2 separate regions of the Cricetulus griseus genome follow, and region 2 is linked to region 1. The links are chromatin contacts, called in public Hi-C maps. All regions are on one chromosome and are shown on one strand. The core of a region is the stretch at or near the end of the contact, and the rest is flanking DNA. Distances in the headings are between cores, read along the strand shown. Region 1 overlaps Sel1l (protein sel-1 homolog 1). Region 2 holds the start of Tshr (thyrotropin receptor).

What was found. Hi-C and Micro-C count contacts between places; a contact is called where the count stands out from the background.
Region 2: a Hi-C map of fibroblasts shows a contact between it and region 1, with 11 times the contacts expected there. The contact joins the promoter of Tshr here to the enhancer-like site in region 1. A contact is called at or near these places in 5 of 8 Hi-C or Micro-C datasets (the CHK-Q cell line, the CHL-YN cell line, the CHO-K1 cell line and 2 more).

The regions. Positions count from the first base shown.
Region 1 is chr5:113,108,310-113,115,683 of CriGri-PICRH-1.0, forward strand. Sel1l (protein sel-1 homolog 1) reads left to right here. Exons shown (of 20, transcript XM_027418649.2): 20 at 1-1,971. Among named protein-coding and RNA genes, the nearest start is that of Ston2, 24 kb to the right of the region's middle. Within about 2 kb of position 4,647, at least 1 of the 6 cell types and tissues checked has open chromatin away from gene starts, as enhancers often do.
Region 2 is chr5:113,482,240-113,489,613 of CriGri-PICRH-1.0, forward strand. Tshr (thyrotropin receptor) reads right to left here and starts at 2,719. Exons shown (of 10, transcript XM_035445922.1): 1 at 2,550-2,719. The coding sequence starts at 2,719.

The DNA of each region.
Region 1 (7,374 bases), core at 3,397-5,896:
AGTTGGGAACTCTCTAAGGTGTTACAACTTCTGTGGTTTTCCTGTACCACCCACCTAGTATGTCTTTGGACAGAAGCATTTGGTGTCCATCTTTCCTCCCCTCAGAGAGTATGTAGAAAAAAAATCCTTCTTAAACTAGAATGCACTACCTGAGGCTTGAAGGGACAGCATGGTCTTGTTCTTCGTGCAGCAGACTTGCCCCTTGCTGTCTGTTTATTGTTAATACTGCAGATGGCCTTCCCTTGGCTTGTTCCACCTTCTCTCCAGCCTGGGTCATTTGTACCCAGAAATCTGGGTAGTACGTTTAAAATAATTTCAGTTCTTAATGGCTTCTTTCAAAGATGGTCTCAAAATGCTTTGCTCCCGGTCTCTTCCTGCTCGTGGGACATGGTACATAAGCAAATAGGAATTGGGTTTGGTGTTTCTCTTCAAAAATAATGCACAGTACTTACTAATGGCATCCATTTGAAATAAAGTGGCAATAAAGCTAGTTAATGTCAGTGACATTACGCCAACTCCAGGCTTCAGGAGTTTTAGCATCAGGATTTAGATTTACAGATAGAGTGTGGCTTCTTTGTTCCCTCTCTCTGTAGCCCATCCCTCCTGCTGCCTATTGTGGTCTGTCTTGTCCTCTGTTCAGCCCCTGTTCACCTGTGTCCCTGCCTCATTGGGTAGCCAGCTATTTCAGAGTCTTGAGACCACGAGTTTTACTTTGGTGGTATTTTGCAAAGGTGAAGGCTTTCTTTTAGTTTGAAGTTTTTGTTTCTGGTCTCTGGGTTTTCTTGGTTACTAACCGAAAGCACAGAAAAAGGTAAATCAAAGGCTATTTTCTTCTCAAAAAAACCATTAACACCTAAACCAGATTAATGTAAAAATACAAGTCCTAAGTCTTGATATCCTTGAAGGTTTGTTATTCTTCTGAATGTAAGATTCATTTCTCACCATTTTACCACTCACCTGTCTTGTCTCTACCATGGAGAAACGCTACAGGCCTCCTTCAAGGATCTGATAACAAGCTGGTTGATGGCTGGGTATTCTACACATAGAATTTTGTTTTTGTTTGACTGGTTGGTTGGTTTTTTTTCTCTCCCTTCTTTGCTCCTTAGTGCTTGGGAGCAGGCAAGTGTGCCTCCAAATGCGGACCTCAATTCTTCATGTGTGTGGCATTTGCACCAGTGTCTGATTCTGTCTTAGAAACCTTCCTTTCCAGGGGTTTGCACTAACACTTCACATGTACATTTCAGAACAAGATGCTTCTGGCGGCCCACTCCCCGCCAAGAAGAGCAAGCTCGTATTTACTCCAGAAACCACTGGTATTTGGCAGTGACTCTAAAGTGTGTTAGACAATATTATGGTCAGAGGTATACAAGAAATAACCAGAGCAAAAGAAAACTATCTTATGCAAAAAAAAAATTTTTTTTTCTTCAGTTATTGCTCAGATATGAGGGAAGAATGTTCCTGGATGCTGTAGTGTCTGGTTTTTAGATGGGTCGTGTTCTTTGGGAAGAAGCCAAGTGTCTCTACTCACTAGGGATTTCAAGAGAATTGGAAATAACCAGGTATACCAATGATCTGTATCTTAGAGAGACTGTTTACACATTTAGAAAGCTGACTGTGTGCATAAGAAGGGACCTTTATTTCCTTGTAGGGAGCCACCCAGATGTGCAGTCTTTACTATTTATTGAGGAACAATCTGACACTATTTCTCTTTTATTTACAAAACAATGTTGACATGATCAAAGTGTGACCACTCTACTCGTCGAGGGGGAGTTCTTAAAGAACAGAAGCTGGCATTGTGAAGGAACACCATAGTAGACTTTTGTAAATTTCTTTTGTATTTAATGGAATGCAGTGTAAAGGCTGGTGAAGTGTATTATAATTGTGTAAACAAACCCTGTTAATAGAGAGATGTACAGATTCGTTTTGTACTGTATCTTGAAACTTGTGAAATAAAGATCCCTCCTCTGGTTATCTGTCTGTGGCAGTGTGTCATGCCCAAAGGCCTTCCCATCCAGACTTCTGCTTTTAGCCCGGAAGAGTCAACATTTTAGTGAACCTTCCTTGAAATTCAGAAACAGCATTCTAGAATGCATTCATCCGGGGAATTTTGAATCTGTCTTTCATTTTTAACATCTGTCCATCAGAGTCCCCTGAATTGAACATTGTGCTGGGGAGGACATGAAATTGTCAGGAAGTGATAACTTATTTGTGGAATCTCTGGGTTCTGGCCTTATTCTGCCTGAGATGTATATAGTAAGCAGGACTCACCTCTATCTAGACTGATTATAGTATAACTTGCCAACATATATATGTCTGTGCATGCTTATCCCGGGGTTTAAAGAGGGCCTGTTGTAGAGACACAAGTACAGCACAATAAAGCCCATTTAAAATAAGATCTAAATAAAGGGAAATGGGAAACAGCATTAGCTGAGAGTAAGCTTTGTACACACAGCCCTAGCAAGGGTTGAGGGTATGGCAATGAGAGGGGCTTTCTGCTAGGAATACGGCTAGAAGGTGGGGGTGGTGACACAACAAACACACCATCATGCAGAACTTATATGAGAAGGAAGTTTTATTGGGAAGGGAAGGGAGTGGGGGAGAGAGAAGAAATGGACAGACAGATCTCTCTCCACCTCAGAGAGACAGTGGGAAGAGGGGAGGTGCACGGAGTTTGCCTCTTAAAGAAATCTTTGCACCTTCGTGCAGACTACCGAGTGATGTAGCAGCCATAGGAAACTGGGCTGGCCAGGGTACTGCCTGAGTGCATTCTGCCAGGTGACAGGGCAGGCCAGCACAATGCCTGAATCCTAACACCAATAAAGTGTGAGAGGCCCTGGGTTCCATCCTCAGGGGAAAAAGCAAGCAAACTGGAAGAAAGCTATAGGTTTGTCCCTCCACACCCTGGCAGGCAACTCAAAGGTGATGAGAGCTAAATGGCCCAGCTCGGTATCAGATCCTTGGACAAGAAGTCAGGATAATACAGAGTGTCACAAGTCAGATCTCAGTTGTTACTCCAAGAAACACAGCACCTAAGATGGCCTTGGCCAAAGTGAAAGTAGAGATAGAGACATCAGAGTGACAACCTCTGCAGCTGCCAGCTCAGCCTGGAATTAGGGTGGTAGCTGCATACCACTAATACCATTTCCATCAGGGGGGTACAGCAAAGCCCTCGGTCTTTGTTGGCTATCACAGCTTCTCCCCTTTAACTCTTGGAGGGTAGGAGGGTACTAACTTACATTGGCTGTACTTCCTTGGAAATTTGCTGATGCTAAACTATGGAATTGAGAGTTTGCCCATCTGCATTTCCCAGATTCTTCTGCCATGGCCTTGCCCACTGTATCCTTTTTCTTAGCAGTGCATGAACTATGTACAATTTTAAAAAGTAGAAACTATGAAAGAATGCAAAAGGAAACAATTGCTTTCTATTTTTGAGGCATATGTGTATTAAAAAAAAAAACTGGTAGTTGAGGAGGGTGTGTTCCTCTACCACCTCTGCTACAACTTAGAAAGTAGGCAGGTTAAACATGAGTAAAAGTGGGTCTTGAAAATTCTACCAAACTAATATTTTGTTACTGTTACATTTTGGACAAAACCACACACCTTTAATCCCAGTACTTGGGAAACAGAGGCAGGCAGAGCTCTGTGAGTTCTAGGCCAGTCTGGTCTACATAGCAAGTTCCAGGACAGGCAGAGCTGTTACACAGAGAGACCCTGTCTCAAAATAAGAGAGACAAACAAAGAAAGGAAGCAAGGAAGGAAGGGAGAGAGACAGGAAAGAAAGAAAGAAAGAAAGAAAGAAAGAAAGAAAGAAAGAAAGAAAGAAAGAAAGAGAGATTTAAAATAGCCTGGTGTTGATGCTAACATATGTATTAAGTTTTATTTTAAACAAAAAGATAAAGAAAATCATGCATCACTTTCTTACGTGAATTGAGGAGCATGTAGTCAGTCAGTTACCCTCCCTTTGAACATCCACGTTGCTCATGGAAGTAGTCATCATGGCTCAACCCACGTTCCTTTTGCTTTCTCTCTGCCTCCCAACAGAACCAGCCTCTCAGCACGGAGAAGGCTTTCTTCTAAGTCTTAGAAGTACTGGGAAAGCCACGTAGCCCAAGGAAGGACTCTGAACTTAGAAAATGAAGATGTCACTGTTTTACATGATTCTCGATTTCCGTGTGCATAGAAACCATTCTTGAAAGCAGACTTATTTTTGAGCTGTGCAAATGCAGCTGTGGGTTTCAGATCTTACCCATCTGGGTTTCCCCACTCTCCTCCCGGGGCCTTACCCATTCTATGCTTTTCCTAACCAAAAAAAAAAAAAAAAAAAAAAAAAAAAAAAAAAAAAAAGGATGTGAAGAACACGTTTGCATTGGACATTTTTGTTCTAAATGAAATGTATCCAGGCTAATCCTGCTTCTTTGTATATGCCCAAGCCATTGGGGGGGGGGCGGACTCTGCTGTGCTTCATCTCTGAAAACAGTTGCTCTGGCATCCTGCATGCATGCCATTTTCTTTCGCTTACTGTTTGAACAGTGTTGTTTGGTAACAACTTACACAATACATGCAAATGTGCTTCCTACAGAGGGTTGAAAATAGCACCACTGTTTCCCTAGAACCCTTTCCTGACGTGAACTGAAATAAGTAGAACTGTCCACAGAGCAGCTGGAGACAGCTGCCTCCATTCATTCAGAGAGGCCCTCCCTTTGTTTAGTTGGTATCTATTCCATCATTGCGACCTAAAAATAATGAAACCATTATAACAAGACTGACATTCTGTATACTTGTGTCACCAGATACAACACAGTTAAGTTATGGTCAGGACATGTATGCCTTAAAATACTGAGGTAAAGTATTAGCTGCAGAAAAAAAACGATTTCCTCCCTCTAGCCTGGTAACTTTATTAAATGGTCTTTTCATTCTCCATTCTAGATCAGTGAGGCAGATGGGTAAGGGAGGGGTCAGACACAACCTTCATGGCTGCATTTGCAGCCCCATCTACTTCTTCCACAAGCCCTCTTGAAAGGGCTAATGCAAGAGGTTAGGGATCAGCCTTATTCACACCAAATGGCCCTCCAATGCAAAGACAGGGAAAGAGGCCACGGGAAGGAGGAAGAGTTTGTGGGTGAGTGACTAGAGGGTCTTGGGCTAGCCACTCCACATGGATGTCACAGACATCGTGTGACTGATTGAATTGGGGGTGATGGGAGTTGCTGTTGAGGTCCTACCCAGCTGTGAAGATCTAAAATGCCAGAGGTGACATCATGGTGGAAATGACACATCATTGTCCTAAAACGATTAACCCCAATAATACAGTTTCCTCTTACACTAAAGCAAGTCAGTCTTAAGGTTTGTAAGCTTTCATGTGTGTCCTTCATTCAACAGTCTTTATTGTGTTCAAGGCACTGAAATAGATTTGAAGTGAAGTGTGAAAGAATAAATTGAAAGCAGCCCTTGTCCTTCAAGAGACATCTTCACCATTGAGGAAACACGAAGAAGTAATGGTGCTTTGCCTGCATTAACTGAACCGAGTTGTAAAAACTCCATGATGCCAGTCCCGTCCCCAGGGTTCCCCTAACAGCTGAAGAAGCCAACGTACAAAAATCTGAGCAACTTGAGATTGCTCAGCTATTGCTATTCATAACACTCAAATGCAAATGCAAGACATTCCTGGCTCTGAAACCCACGTCTTAAACCACTGTGCTAGGCAACATGGTGAGATCTACGATGGAGATGTGGATGGTCCCGTGGGGACTAACAAAAAATGCAGCCTCTGTCCCCTTCTGTGTCAACCTGTCCCGCACTGTCATGCTCTTCTATTTTTAGCATGTGCCACTAAAGTAGTGTTTACAGGCATCTGGTGTCACACTGTGACTTTAATCAGGACAAACATCTGGAGTGTGTGAGCATTGACCATCGTTGCTCCACCAAGTCTAGGGCTAGGTGAAACAGCTTAAATGGCTGAAGGAACCTTGTGACCAGAATCTAAATCCATTCCCCTTTGACTGACATCTACCTGTGACCAGAATAACCAAGGTACCACCAACACTCATGTGCTTGGCTCCTAGGCTAGCCTGACCAAAACATATGGGGGCAGGGCAGCGTCTCTCTACATGGGGAGAAAAAATAGTTTCAAACATTCCAGCAGTGGCGGCGGCAGCCACATACTTAGACTTCATAAATTAGCATGGAAATAAGCAATGTTTGGCTTCGAGATAACTTCTCTACCAGTGACTTGTGCTCTTCAAGGTGGAACTACAAAGGTAATAAATACCATGCATCAAACAGCATCCCATCCTGAGGACCTCCTCAGTGGTGGCCTTAAGCAACTTCTCACACCCAAGCTGTTTCCCGGGTACCAGACTTCAGGCATTTCTGATATAACTGTCACCTGCCCAGTTTGTCTATAGATTTTGGATCACTCCATCAATCCTGAGCTATCTGAGCTACTGAAAAAGATTAGTGGAAGTAATGAATGTGTGTGTGTGTGTGTGTGTGTGTGTGTGTGTGTGTGTGTGTGTGTGTGTGTACACATGCGCACATGCACTCAGTGCCAGCTCTGGCTACCTTCCTTCTGCTAGCCTCTCCTTTTCTAAGGCTCCATGGTACCTCTCTGCCCTCTGGCCAGGCTCACTCTCCTCCTCCAGTCTCTGCTCAGACTCTGCTGCATCCACATGAAGCCAGGCCCATCTGTTATGCACCCCGGTGTGTTTCTTTGATAGCCCTTCTTATCATTGATTACAGCATTTGCCTGTCTTGCCTTCCCAGCTTGTAAATCCCAAGACAGGCCCCAGTCTGTCTTACTCACCATCAGGAGTCCAGAGCTTGGCACAATGCCCAACATGCAAATTGATTTGTTTCATGTTTGAATTAGCAGATGGACTTTGCAGTAGAAAGAACACCCAAAGGCTGGTCGACATCACGAGTCCACTCTCAGGAAACAGTGTGGACGTGCCAATGGACTTTTTAACACTTTGTGTGGTGCCCACCAGCTTTAGCTGATTAGACTTCCCTGAACTCTCTAGTTTCCCAAGAAAGACGGAAATAATATCCCTTCTGGGAAAGCAGCTAAGAAAAGGGGCAGGTACATGAAGGATGAATCTGTCATCTCAGGCAATAATGTGCAGGTGTCAACATGGATCTCATACAGTTCTTTTTTAGGCACGGGTGTGTATTACTAATCCATCATCTTCATCCATTCATTATTGAATGCCTCCTGGGTGTCGGGCATGTACTGGGTGCTGGGAATGCCACTGGATGATGAAATTCGCCCCTGGAGGAAACGGGATAAACAGGTTAACACATAAATAGTGTAGTTTTTGGTAGTGAGTAAGTGCTGAGAAAGAGACTAGGGTGGTGTGAGGAGGGGGTGGGGGACCA
Region 2 (7,374 bases), core at 1,469-3,968, 370 kb after region 1:
AAGGCCTTGCATTACAAGCCAGAGGTTCTTAACAATGCTAAAAAAGAGGATGGTGTAGTATTGCAGAACACTGTCGGTGAGTGATATGGCTGCAGCAGCACTCGTGAACTAATAAAAGCTATGATTACCTGCACGTGACTTGAGTCTGTCAGCATCCTGCCATGAAGTTGGTAGGGGCTCACGAGGCCCCCACCCCTACCTGAGGATTGATAGGAGGTTAATGGTTTCTTGGGAAGGGAGAGACATTTTCTTTAGGGGTTTTATTATCATAGCAAGGTGTCCACAGTCCTCCTCATTCATGTTTTGTAGGCAATACTAGTTAAATTTGTTGGGACAGACACACACACACACACACACACACACCACACACACACACACAAAGGTAGGAGACTAGTTCAGAAGAAAACGGAGATCAGGGGACAAGAGAGGGTAAAGGGGCTGAATATGATCAAATACTGTATATATATAATAAACATGTCATATGAATTCCATTATTCAGTATAATCAGTACATGCTAACAAAAAGCATTAGCAAAGTTTAAAGCAGGCATACACTGTAGCAGTGTAAATCCTGTGAGAGAACATCCCTCAGGCCATTGAGCAAGCATACCGTGCCATCCACCCACACTTAAAACAAAATCAGCCGTATCTTCCCCATCTCAGAGTAACTTCACTCTTCAGGAGCTAGCACCCGGCCTCCACTGCTCTCAAGGTCAGATCCACCTGTTTCTGTGCAATCACTCCCTGTGAATCAGTGATTTTCTTCATTCCTGACATAGCATCAGAAGCCTCTTTGAATAGAAGGAAAACTGAGTCCTGTTGAATAAATGATCTCACTTTCAGCATTTCCCTTCCCCAACATTTTGTGGGTGATGGGGAGGTCCTTTGCACTCACTTGTCTCTTGTCGCTTGTCTCTCCCCTCTCCTGGTAACTCTGTGAAGAAGGGATGTCTGGGCTTCTGACACCCTGAGACAAGAGTATGCGTTCATTTTTTCATTTACTTAAGTTTTTTTTCTTTTTCTTTTTGTGGGCTGGCATGACAGGGTCCCTGCGTTGCAGGTATTCAGCCTTCTTGGATGAGCATACAAACAGATGACCTAAGGGCAGTGAGCTTGTCCTTTTGGATTTTGAAGTTTGTACAAGAGTCCCATTTTAGAGACTCTCGGTACTATTGGTAGGGTTTTCATCACTATGTGTTTTATTTTGTGCAGACAGTGTGGAGAATGAAGTGCTACTCAGAGGTTATTGCAGTAACTTCCATGGGAAATAAGACACAAGGGTAGGTGGATGAGTTTCAACTAGCGGACTAAACAGACTACAGAAACATGTACCTGGGAAGCAGTCATCTGATGACTGCATCTAGAAGATACGTTCTTGAGAAAATCTTGAGGTAGGATTGCTTTTCGTTTATCTCCACATCCTCTGGGGGTAAGCAGCCCTTTTGTCTTAGTGTTCTTTCTGTGGTATTTTTAGCCAATCTGTTTTAGGGATCACTGATTTAAATGTCGGTTAAGAACCTAACATTTATAACGAAGGTGAAAATGTGCTTTATGAAATCTCTTCTCTTTCCTCATGTATATTAAAAGGAAATTCTGGATATGCTAAGTAGTGGTACAGGTTGGGCAGCTCACAGTTAGGATCTATACATATTGGATGAGGGTACACTGTACTTTTTATTATTTTAAAATAATTTTAATTTTACTCTTTTTTTGTTTTTGTTTTTTTGAGACAGGGTTTCTCTGTGTAGCTTTGGAGCCTATCCTGGCACTCGCTCTGGAGACCAGGCTGGCCTTGAACTCACTGAGATCTGCCTGCCTCTAACTCCTGAGTGCTGAGATTAAAGGTGCACCACCAACGGCTGGCTAATTTACTCTTTTCTAATTTCATATATACATGAAATACCCTTCTCCCCCACTCCCTTCTCTTATTGCCCTCTGATTTCCTCTGGAACCCTTCTTTACTCTGACATGTCCACAGGTACATTTATAAATAGGCTCCTGATTAAGTTTTTTTTTTTTTTTTTTTTTTTTAGATGGGGATCTCTTTTTATTGCCCTGTAGACCAGGTTGGCCCAGAACTCACAGAGATCCACCTGCCACTGCCTCCTGACTGCTGGGGTTAATGGCGAGGCTCACTCTGCCCATCTCTGATTAAGTTTTTAACTATTATTTGATAAGTCAAATGGCTAAGGTAATTTCTCACCTAGGGAGACTAAAAGGGAAATTGCTGGAGAGGAGGAATTTTATTATCTAGGATAATTTTTTAACGTTAGTTCATAAGTTGCTTTACGTCTTACTATCACCTTAACTGAAACGAAAATTCAGCGGGCACTAGGAGTTGGCAAAATACATTAGTAGCTCTTCAGAAAATACAACCCTCAATGTCATCTTGTTCCAAAGTTTTGTTAAGGGTTCTTTTCCCTGTGTCAGCAGCACAGACGACCTTCCTAAGTATGTGCGACTGATTTTGTCCAGGGACTGACCAGTCACCGGCACACCTCATCACACACCATAAGTTTCTATCTAGGGGCCTTGGCCTTGGCTACTTACAGAGTCTGGGTGCTGGGTGGTAGGCTGGGGATGCGGTGGAGTTCCTTGCAGGTGACTCTGAAGTCGTCCTCCTCGTGGCATTCGCAGGGTGGAGACGCACATCCTCTGCCCCACAGGCTCCCGGGCAGGGCGAGCAGGAGCGCAAGCTGCAGCAGGTACCCTGGCCTCATTTTCCAAGGGACCTCCTAGGCTACTTCATGGTTGCGCGCTGTCGCCTCATTCTCTGTGCCCAGCGCCTGACGCTGGAGGAGACCGGGGAGCGAGAGGGAGGAGGAGGGTTCCGAGGGGCTGTGACCTCATCGCTGGAAAGCACGCTGGAGAGGGGGCAGGAGAGGCTCTCAAGTACTCAGCTTGCCTAGGCAACTCTCCATCCAAACAAGCCAGCTTGCCGCACTTGATCAGCCTCGCAGCTCTTTCTGTTCCGAGACACCCAACCTGTACTCTCTCTCAGTCCTGCCCATTAAATTTTTCTAAAGCCCCATAGACGCGCCTTCTTCTTCCCCTCTCTCCGAATTCCTGGAGCCACCTTTCTTGACTGAGCAGCCTTTAAGTGCGGTGGCGACCGGGGACCCACCCAAATGGGCTTCGTCTAATGTCACCAAGGAGGAGACTGTTGTGGGACACTCTAGTGTCCCCTGGAACTTCGGCTTCTCCAGGATAAAGTCACCTTTGCTGAGAATTGGAGCCGACAACACAGCCGGAACCAGCTCAGGCGGCAGCCGAAGTGGAATGTGACACTCCGGGAGGATTCTCGATGCTGGCCAGCTGGAGCAGCCAGGGACGTCGCGCTTCGGTGATTCTCAAGCCACTAAACCTGTGGTCTGGACGTCTCAAGATGCAAAACCTGAGCAACTCCGTCAAGTCAGGCGCTGGGCTCTGGAGCCATCTGCTGTGGACATCTGGGAACTGCGTGTGCAGGTCCCATTGCCGCGCGGTGACAATCCGGTTTTGCCAACAGGAGGGAGCCTGCTTAGAAATCTAGAAATTCCCCTTCATCCTGTCCAGAAAACGAGAGTAAAAAGGAACATTAAGTGCTACATCATTTTTCACACATTAAACAAAAATATTAATAATAAATATAAACTAGATTATGTCATTTTTCTTCTTGAAAGCGTAATTGCTTTCTAATTCCCCGAGGAACAAAAGGAACACTAATTCCTGATATGCTACAAGGTTTCTTTTAAATGTATCTCTAGAACAGGATGGAAAGGCTAGGGTTCTGGGTATCCAAGGATTCATTAAGAGAGAAGACTCTGAAAATGCAAGATTGATTAGGCTGGAGGTCAAGGGTAGGTCAATATTAAGATGCATTGAACTGTACGATTAAGGTACATGCATTCCAGTGTTTATAGAAACTTTATCAATAGTCACCCCCAAAGTATAAACAACCCCACATCTTCTTCAAGAAGATAGTCAATGCACAGATGCTATTTCACAGTAAAATGAATCCAACATTAGTTTAGACAACATATACAAATCTTCAATGTGAACGATAAGCGCAAGAAACCAAATTCAAAAAATTGTGTATTTATATGTGAGCATTCATATATATGACATCAGGGCTGGGGATGTAGCTCAGTTGGCAGAGTGCTTGCCTAACATGTCCAAGGTTCCAAACCTAGCAGAGCATAAACTTGGTGTGGTAGCACACTTCTGTAACCCCAGCATGTGGAAGTCAGAGGCAGGAGGGCCAAGGTCCTTGGCTATACAGCAAGTTCTAAGCCACATGGACTATATGAGACCCCCTACCAAAGGACTGACATCTCAAAAGAGACTGACTACGAACAGACATCAATATATTTTTCTGGGAACAGAAATTTTCTCAGTTCATTGTGGTGGTCCCATGGCAATTTCTAAATGTGAAGAATTATAGTGCATGCATTTTGAATGTTGAAACCATCTTAAACCCAGGGATAAATGCTCTTTGGCTGTTTGTAATGCATTCTTGCAGTAACTTTACTGACATTCTGTTTGAGTTTCATGTAGATGTTCCTAAGGAAAGATGGTCTATTACTCTTTTCTTTAGTTTCTTTTGTGTAGTAGTATTCTCAGTAATCGATTCTTTCGTCACAGACTGAATTGAGAAATATTTCTTCCTGTCTACGTTTGTATTAGAGCTTCTATACAATTTTATATTTTATTCTTATCTGGTAGAATTTACCAGTGAAGCCACCTAAACATTGAGTTTTCACTACAAAATTGACTTCTAAAAACAAGTGAAATGTTATTCAGGCTCTTTCATTCTCGTTAGACAGTTTGGCAGTTTTTAATTTTATAAAGGATTAGTTATCTATTGCTGTCTTCATTGCCATAACATTGTTTACAATATTATCTCCATGCATTTATACAAACATGCATAATCTGTTCTAATGTTAGCTCTTTCATACCCAATATTGCCATTTTGTGTCTTCATTCTGTTTTTCACATTGACACTTTGAGGGCTTTGTTAGTGTCATTGATATTCTCAAGGCAGTGTATTTTCAGTTCATAGATCCCATATTATAGTCCATCCACATGGGCATGTCAACTGGTGTTGTCATTGTGCAGGTTTTGTTTAGGTGACCATATTGTTGAGATTTCAAGGGTGCAGCTTTCTTGTGATATAGAGAAGACACTATGTCTCAGATGACATCCTGGTCCTCTGGTGCTTACAATCTTTCTACCTCCCTCTCTCACAGTGCCCCTTAAGCTATAGGTATAGGGGTTGTGTTGTAGATGCATCATTTAGGGTTGGGTACTCAGTGGTCATTTGCTCTCTGCATTTGGCCAACTGTGGATTTCTCACCTCTACCAATGCTCAGTCTGAAGGGGTGATCTGCTGAACCTCAGATTGTATCTCCAGACTGCGCTGCTCTCCACCAAGCCTCTGAATCTAAGACTGCAATCCTCAGAAGCAAATGCCCTGAATTCCTGTCTCTTCCTGCCTTATATTCCTCTCCTTGCTCAGTCATATCTCTCCTGTCTCCACATCCCTAATGCTGGGATTAAAGGCTTGTGATCCCAAGAGCTGAGATCACCTTTGTGTGAGCTCTTTCTATTTTAGACTGGATCAATTTTGTGTAGCTCAGTGTGGCCTTGAACTAACAAATATCTATCTGCCTCTGTCTCTTGAGTCCTGGTATTAAAGTTGTGTACCACAACTGTTTGGCCTCTATGGCTAGCTAGTGTGGTTGCTGTGGTTAAAGGTGTGTATCACCACTGCCTGGTTCTATGGGTGTGGCTCGATTTGCATTTTGTTCTCCAGTAGCTTTATTAAATAATAAACAATATATCACCACAGATTTCTATAATGTTCTCCACAGATTAAAAAAAGAAGCTTCTTTGAGATGAGTGTGATGTCTTAGTAAATTTTCCTGTTGTAGTGTTGAAATACCCTGGCAAAAATAACTTGATGGAGAGAGGGTTTATTCTGGCTCACAGTTCAAGGGTAATGCCATCAGGACAGAGAAGTCAAGACAGCAGGAACTTGAAGCAGCTGGTCATGTCACATCTGCAACCGGAAAGCAGAGAGCAATGAATGCATGCTGGTACTCAGCACCTTTTTTTTTTTTTTTTCATATATACAGTCCAGGATCTCAGCCAGGGAATGGTTCCGGCCACAGTGGGTGTGTTTTCCCACATCAGTTAAAGTAGTCAAGATAATCCTACACAGGCACACGCAGAGGAAGTTTCTCGAGATAATTCTAGATTTTGTTAAGTTGACAATTGACACTAAGCGTCACATGTGGGTTTATGATTTCGTCAAAATTAGAAAGTCTCAGCCATATGTCTTTTCTGTTCCATTTTCTCACCCCTTTATGTTTAGGATTCCAATTGTTGCACTTACAACAGGCTGGAGTTGTCCCACAAACAAAACACTCAAACATTATCCCCCCCAAGAATATAACATCTCACTGAATGTCAAAATAGTTCAATTGGGAGAGGATTAGACTGAGTTTTTTTCTCTCTCTCTCTGCTTTTCATTTGAGTGATTTCTTCTGGTCTGCCTCCAAATTCGATTTTTAAAAATTCCCCTGGAATGTTTAATCTGCCACTAATCCTTAACATATGTTTCATATCATAAACCACTGTTTTCATTTCTAGAAGTTCTCTTTCTCTGTAAAACCTGTACAACACAGTGACTCATTTGATGCCTATGTTAGTTTCTAAGACCTGCTATAACAACTAAGTTGCACACAGCATGTTTAGATTTAGATGCATTAATTTTCTTGTAGTTTGTAAGTCTGGAAGTCTACAACCAAGGTTTGGGCAAAGACACACTCTTTCTTAGAGCTCTAGAGGATGATTCCTATTCTTCTGAGTTTTGGTCGTCTTCAGCGCTCCTCATTATCCCAAGCCTTGAATCATTGCAGACTCTCCTCTGTCATCAAAAGGCTGTCTCCTCATATGCCTCTCTGTTCAAATTTCCCTTTTCGTTTATGTATGTCAATCCTTGGATTGGGAACCAATCCAGAATGACCTAAACTTGCCTTCAATATATGTAAAGGCCATATCTCAAATAAGGTCTTATATACAGGTCCTCCAAATTAGAAATTGAAGATACCTTTTGGGAAGCATAAGTCAACCCATACGACATCCTTGTTTGATAACTGCAGTGTCTTTGCAGGCATTGAATCAATATGGATTGACTTAGTTTTCCTCCTGAAATGAATTGGCATTTCCTGTTGCTTTGTCTGTACCATAACCTGTTTGGATTTCAGAAACTGTAAATGATACAGAGTTTGGCACTTTGTTTTGCAGCCACGGTGAATGCTCTTGACATTTATTGTTAAATATGGTTAAATATTGGGGTCCCTGCAAGTGTTACAGCCAGCAGTGAAATGAT